2 separate regions of the Drosophila melanogaster genome follow, and region 1 is linked to region 2. The links are chromatin contacts, called in public Hi-C maps. All regions are on one chromosome and are shown on one strand. The core of a region is the stretch at or near the end of the contact, and the rest is flanking DNA. Distances in the headings are between cores, read along the strand shown.

The links. Hi-C and Micro-C count contacts between places; a contact is called where the count stands out from the background.
Region 1: a contact with region 2 is called in a Hi-C map of the Kc167 cell line, with 3 times the contacts expected there. The contact joins the promoter of lncRNA:CR44977 here to the promoter of crp in region 2. A contact is called at or near these places in 2 of 107 Hi-C or Micro-C datasets (the Kc167 cell line and eye imaginal disc).

The regions. Positions count from the first base shown.
Region 1 is chr2L:19,157,819-19,160,884 of dm6, reverse strand. lncRNA:CR44977 (long non-coding RNA:CR44977) reads left to right here and starts at 1,586. Exons shown (of 2, transcript NR_124379.1): 1 at 1,586-2,138; 2 at 2,220-3,017. All of the region lies in intron 2 of brat (brain tumor), which reads right to left.
Region 2 is chr2L:16,285,969-16,289,147 of dm6, reverse strand. crp (cropped) reads left to right here and starts at 1,418. Exons shown (of 3, transcript NM_001299047.1): 1 at 1,418-2,050. The coding sequence starts at 1,959. It overlaps pkaap, which reads right to left and starts at 858. Exons shown (of 4, transcript NM_135939.3): 1 at 677-858; 2 at 276-548; 3 at 1-5. The coding sequence starts at 704.

The DNA of each region.
Region 1 (3,066 bases), core at 337-2,836, 2.9 Mb before region 2:
AGCAAAACACAACGAAATTGGTACGACAAAGATTGGCGGGGACAGAAGAGGGAAGAAGAACGACCCCGACCGAGTTCTAGAAAATCTCAGAAAGTAACAAAACAGCACAGGAAACGCATTTACACAAGGCGTTCGGGTTGCGATGGCGAATCGATTGGAGATGGCCCAAATCGCTGTTGATAAAAGAAGGATCGTTGTCAATTGTATCTGAATTGTAAATCAGAAAATCTTCAAAGCAGCTGGTAATCTACAGTGATCACTGGGCGAATGCGAATAAAAGTGAATTAGATCAGACTTGTAAGTCTTTAGGTAAACCCAAGAAGATTACTTTCGACTGCTCCAAACAATACAGTAACGAGCTAGAAAAACAAGGAAAAAAACATAAAATTATAATTGTTCAACCCTTCTGTTTGTTTAGGGTACAGTTGTACCTATTTATAAACAGTAAATTCTCGAGTTTTCAAAAAGGTTGCCCGAGCTGGTGTTTACGATAAAGTATAAAGTGTAAACTAGTGCAAAAACTAGTGCAATTTTATGATTAATTTAAACAATCTTCTTTTCTGTTGCTAGCAGCATGCTTTTGCATTTTTTAATCAAATAAATATCTGGCCGGGGTCCTTTCTAATTCCCGCTTCCGAGTAATCACTGCACACAATCAGTTCGACGCAAAATATAAAGCCCGGCGACAGCTTTTTTAATCAGTAAGCGTAGTTTTTTATTTCTTAGCTCTGCTGGCGACGCAAATCGAGCGTGAAACAAGACACATGGAGTAAATAGCATTCGATATGTTATGTTTCGTCTTTCCGTTCTGCTCGTATCCATATCCACATGCTTGTACGCCAAACCCCAAATACTGGACCCAGAGACACAACACAGATAGGAACAAATTTGAAACACGTTTTTAGATTTTGGTTTCGGTTTTGTTTTCGCCTCTTGTGTTTTTGCTTTCGGCGTAAATAAAACAGGCACTCACTAACTCACTCGAACCGGCAGTTCGTATATTAATGAGAAGCCCCAAGCGTGGTTTGCACGTCGATCAGTCTGTCAGTCTACAGTGATTAAGTTTAAAGAACATTGCCGTAATAATTTTGGTTTAAAATACACACAGAAACAAGAAAACAAACTCGTGTTTTATTCTTCCGCATCGCAGCGGCAACAGCAACAACAAATGCAATAACAATAACGATATCCACAACAATACCCATGAACACAGTCGCTGCCGACGCGAATCGAATGTTGTTGGGGAATTGTTTGAACAGTTGTGTCGCGATAAATAGGCTCGACTTTCGGACTTTTTGGCCGGGGGAAGGTCGTCGCGCATTGGAGTTGAAGGAAGTGTGCACACCTCTAGGCTTCAGAGGTTGATAAACCATTTCATCATTATCAGATTATTGTTTGCTCTTGCAAATACAGTGGTTATTGACCAGGGGAATATACAGAATAGTATTCCGCAGAAAGAGAATATGAAAGCAAAGTTAAGGTCGAGGGGATATGTACAAGCGAATTTGTAGTATTGCACAAACTGAAAAAATATCTTAGATTTTCTACATTTTTCACTCTTATTTTATTTATGTCTTTGGCGAGCATCAACATTACACTTTTACACCAACTGCTGGCCGTGACTGTGGAGAGCAGACTGTGGCGCAGAGCTAAATAAGAAATGAGATAATAATAACAAAAGCGTAGAAACGTAGAAGTTAATGCAAGCAAATAACAACAATGCGCGCGGACGTCGAAAAGAACAAACACACATACACAAACACGCTCATAAACAAACGCCAAAGGAGGCGAAGACCAGGAGGGGGAAAAGGCAAGAATAAAATGTTTTGTTGCATTGCAACAAACAGCAACAGCAACAATGCAAGTGATGCGCCGCCAGAAAGAGATAGATGCACGAGCAAGAGGAAGCGCAGCAGGAAAAAGGCAGCACCAACACACTGTCACTCACTCACACAGGCATACATACAGTCACGTACGCGATTCTAAACAAGTTGATGAACTCTACGGCATCGGTGGAAGAAGAAGAATGAGCAGCAAAACTAAACAATTTGTTTCTGGTGCTTTTGTTCGCTTGTATACTGAGTTAACATTTATTTGCTGCAGATATGTATATCTTGTAGCATACGTACATAGGCTAGGTATGTGTATGTTTCTGTTGCACTTAGATTTACTTAATATTCCACTAGTATTAATACTTTATATTGCTTCTTTTCGCACAGTTCACACGCACGCACACACACTAGCAGCAGCAGTAGTAGTGTATTCTCTCTGAACGCGACGGGAAGTGAACGCGAACAAGCGCCAAACTGTTGTTTATCCGGCGAGTGTTAAGAACTGAATGAGAATGAACCAGCATGGCGAAGAAGAATTTTACAAGACGCGGAACGAGGAACGGAAACGAACGGGAACGGAACGAACGAACCAAGCCGACAAAAGCGGCCAGCCGAAAAAACTCACTCAACCAGTTTTAGCCAGCGGGAGAGCGAGAGAGACAAAGAACCAGCGAACGGGACCGAGAGAGAGCGGGAAATCTAGTTTCTGCAGAACGCCACGGGGAATGGATTGGCAATTGGAACGGGTGTTTGTATGCATGTACATACCTACATACATGCGGCGATGAGACTGACCTCTGACAACCTCCTACACTCGCACACGTACATATGTATGCGGCATATGTACTCGAACAGAACATAAATTGCGCGAGGGAGCAGTGCACTCCAAGTATTCCGGGCTCTGTATGTACATATGCGAGTGGGAGTGAGCTGCACTTACAAAGAGAGCGGCAAAGGAGACGGCGGCGATGAAGTCGGAGAAGAAGAAGCACGAACGAAGAACGAAGCGCAGCAGAAGAGCCCGAAAAAGGGCTACAAAGAGCGGAAGCAGTGGAAACCGCGCCACTGGTCGTGGGGTAACTTGTACTATCTAGCCATTTTTTGGGGGCTAAGCCCCATGCATAGAACCAGTGCAGTGAGTCAAAAGATTATCATCCGCGTTTATTTTCGGGTTTGTTTCGCAATAAACGATTATTTGTATTCGCATAAACTCTGATTTCGCACAAGTGTCATC
Region 2 (3,179 bases), core at 169-2,668:
AATGTCTGGGAAGAAAGCAAAAGGTATAGTTATATAGTAAAGCATAAATGCCAATTGCCATATGTGAATGAGTTTCAAGATTACAACAATTACAACTATTATGTAGACACACTTTTAAGGATTTTCGATACGTGGAATCGCTCCTTATAAGCATTAACAGTGTTATCTACGTTTTATCATGGAAAGTCGAGAATAACGCTGCGATTTGCCAATCATTTCAGTTTCAAAGGTGCCAACGTGATGAGCAATTGAACAATGGGCAATGAGGTAATTACCATCGTTGCTGGCGAGACTGATGCCATCGGAGGGGGCTCCTCCACCACCACCACCACCTCCTCCTCCTCCTCCTCCTCCTGTGGTTCCCACGCCGCCCTCCTCCTCCGCTTCTAGGAACACTTCGTCGCAGAAACTGGTTGTGGAGCGCAGCGAGTGTCGTTTGTGAGCGTTGGCTGCATCACCAGCTCCAGCAACGTCGTTGGTGTCCACATCATACGCTGGCATTTGGCCACAAATGGCATCCGTGGCATCTTGGCTGCTGCGACGTCGGCCTAAATAAAAATCAACAAAAAACCAAATATAATTGGTGTCAACAGAAGAGGAAGAGGGGTGAAGAAGAAACGGGGAAGGGGAGTTGGGTGAAAACAGCAGCGAAATTTCTTTAATTTCTTTAACTCACTGGCGTGCCTCTTGATGTAATTTAACATCTTTACATTCTCCGGCTTTCGGTTGATTCGAGAAGTGCTTCTTGTGCTTCAAAATGCCGATTAACTGGAGATTCGATGAAATAATTTAATGCAGTGCGACGGTAAATATTATGAAAATGGTTTTAGGCGATAGGGTTTTTTTTGCGACCTAATCTTTTTAATTTTTTTTCGCTGGCTGGCCACTCTGTTTGCACAGTTTTGGGTTGAGTCTTTGCTAAAAGGATTCGAAACCAATCTTAACGAACAGCGAATTCAAGCGGCGAAAAGCGAACTCACAGAAACACAGCGAATATTAACGGCGAAAAGCGAATTCATAATACTGGGCGAATTTTCGCTGCGGAAAGAAAATTCATAATACCGGTTGGCTAATAGCGGCGAAAACATAATTCACAATATTCACAAAGAAAATGTAGAAATTGCGCTTATTTCGATGTTTAAATATTGTAATACTTAAATATTTGGAGTTCAGTTTTAGTTTAAAATTAATAAAGTTATGAAATTTTTTGGGACAACGCGGTCTTCAATTTTTGCAAATTTACCCATTCAGATGGCGTATTGGTGGATATAAACATTAAGCAGATAGGTGGCGCCTTAGCAAACGAAAATTCAGTGTTGTGAAGCGCAAAAATACGAAATATCGCAGTGGCATCAATGTAATCGATAGTGCCATCAATGTATTTCCCTATGTGCGATTTTTTCCTTGGCAGCCGTGGTCACTCTGCTGTTTATCGCCGAATTGAACGCACGTAGCGGACCGGACGGATATCGCATCTTCCGATCGGAAAAATCGTACAGTGCAGCCAATTCGCCGTCTACAGAAATCTATTAGCGCGCGTGTGTTGGTGCCAGTGCGGTGGCAAATTAAAACAAAAAACATCTGCGAATTTGAATACGCAAATCTCATGCTCACTAAGAGCGCAAAAGTCATAGAGTGCAGAATAGTGAATTGAAGAACTTTTGGACGCGCTAAGAGTCGCTCTCCATCCCCATCTCTCTCTCTCTCTCTTGTGTGTGCAGTGCTAGTGTGTGCGAGTGTGAGTGAGACGGGCAAACAATTTGCCGCTAAATACAAAAAGCAGCTGAGACCAGCTGACGCATGTGTATGTTCGAAATACAATAAAGTTAACAGGCTATAAATAAATTGCAAATGTTTATGTAGCCGTCAAGCAGCAGCAGTAGCAGCGCAACAACAAAAACCACGTGGCACAGACATTTTGGCCACGATAGTAAGCAAATACACAAACACGATTAAACATGTCCGCCGTACCGGTTGCCATCAAAACGGAGGAAGTTATTCTAGAGCACGCCGAATACAACAGCGCCGAGGAATTGGATGAGGAATTGCAGTAAGTTTGCATCTTAATCGAAATCTCTTTTGTTTCAAATAAAAACAAGGCGAGTCAACAGCTTGGCTTGCATTTTTATCACGCAAATTATTGATTATTTTTACTACTTTGCTAGTGCTCTCCCTTTTCTCCGTCACCGTATCACTCGCGCTCTCTCTAATTCTCTCGTTTGCTTTTTGCCGCCGTTTTGCCGACAAAACAAATACGGCACAAAAACACCACCACCATTAAGACCCATCTCTCACTCACACACATGCAAGCTAGCGTGTGTCGCATTCCATTCCATTTCCATGCCGTTTTCTTGTTGCTGGAATAAATGTGCTCCTTTTTTGTCTCGTCGTTCGTGTCTGTGCCCCCTTCTCAACATCCTCTCTTTTTTTCCGCCGCTCTCGTCCAGCGTTTGTGTTGTTGCTGTTTTTACGCTCTGCCTTTCGGCGTCCATATTGTAAAACGGCTGTTTTGTCAATTTGTCAGCAGTGTCGGCAGACGGGCAACAGTGATGGCACAAACATGAGTCAAGGGTACAGCTGTTAGAAACGATGATTTTTTATTTGCTTTAACTTTAGAAGTGTAGAGTTCAGTAGAAGCCACAATATTAAAAATACATTTTTGGTTTTTCTATACTATTATGGAGGTGTATTTTTAGTTTCTCAAATATTTGTACCTTTGATACATATGTATGATACATAAATGACTTTAAGCGATCTTTTGAAATAATTTTGTATGTTTTTATTTTCACCATTTTGCTTTTTCCTAAAATATTTGGTTTAATTTGTTACAGCTGCTTTTGCTATTTTCTGTGTTCGTCGATCGCGTTTCGCTCTCAGCTCCTCTCTCTCTTCTCAGGCTCTTTCCTATTCTGCTGCTCTTGCTCTAGCTCATATGTTCAAATTAATGGAGGTAGAAAACAGCTGCGCACCCGCACTCCCTCTCTCTTTCTCGCCTCCTCGCTTATCGTGCGTTGCCTAATCAACATTTCTATTTCTTCTTTCGCGTTCATAGTTGAAATGAAATCAGCTGTACCGGTAAATTCGTATCATCAGATGATTTTGCTTCGACTTTATTTACATGCTTCTCCCTTTTCCTTTGCTCTCTTTGCTTATCTCTTTTTACACCGAAAGCAAAATGG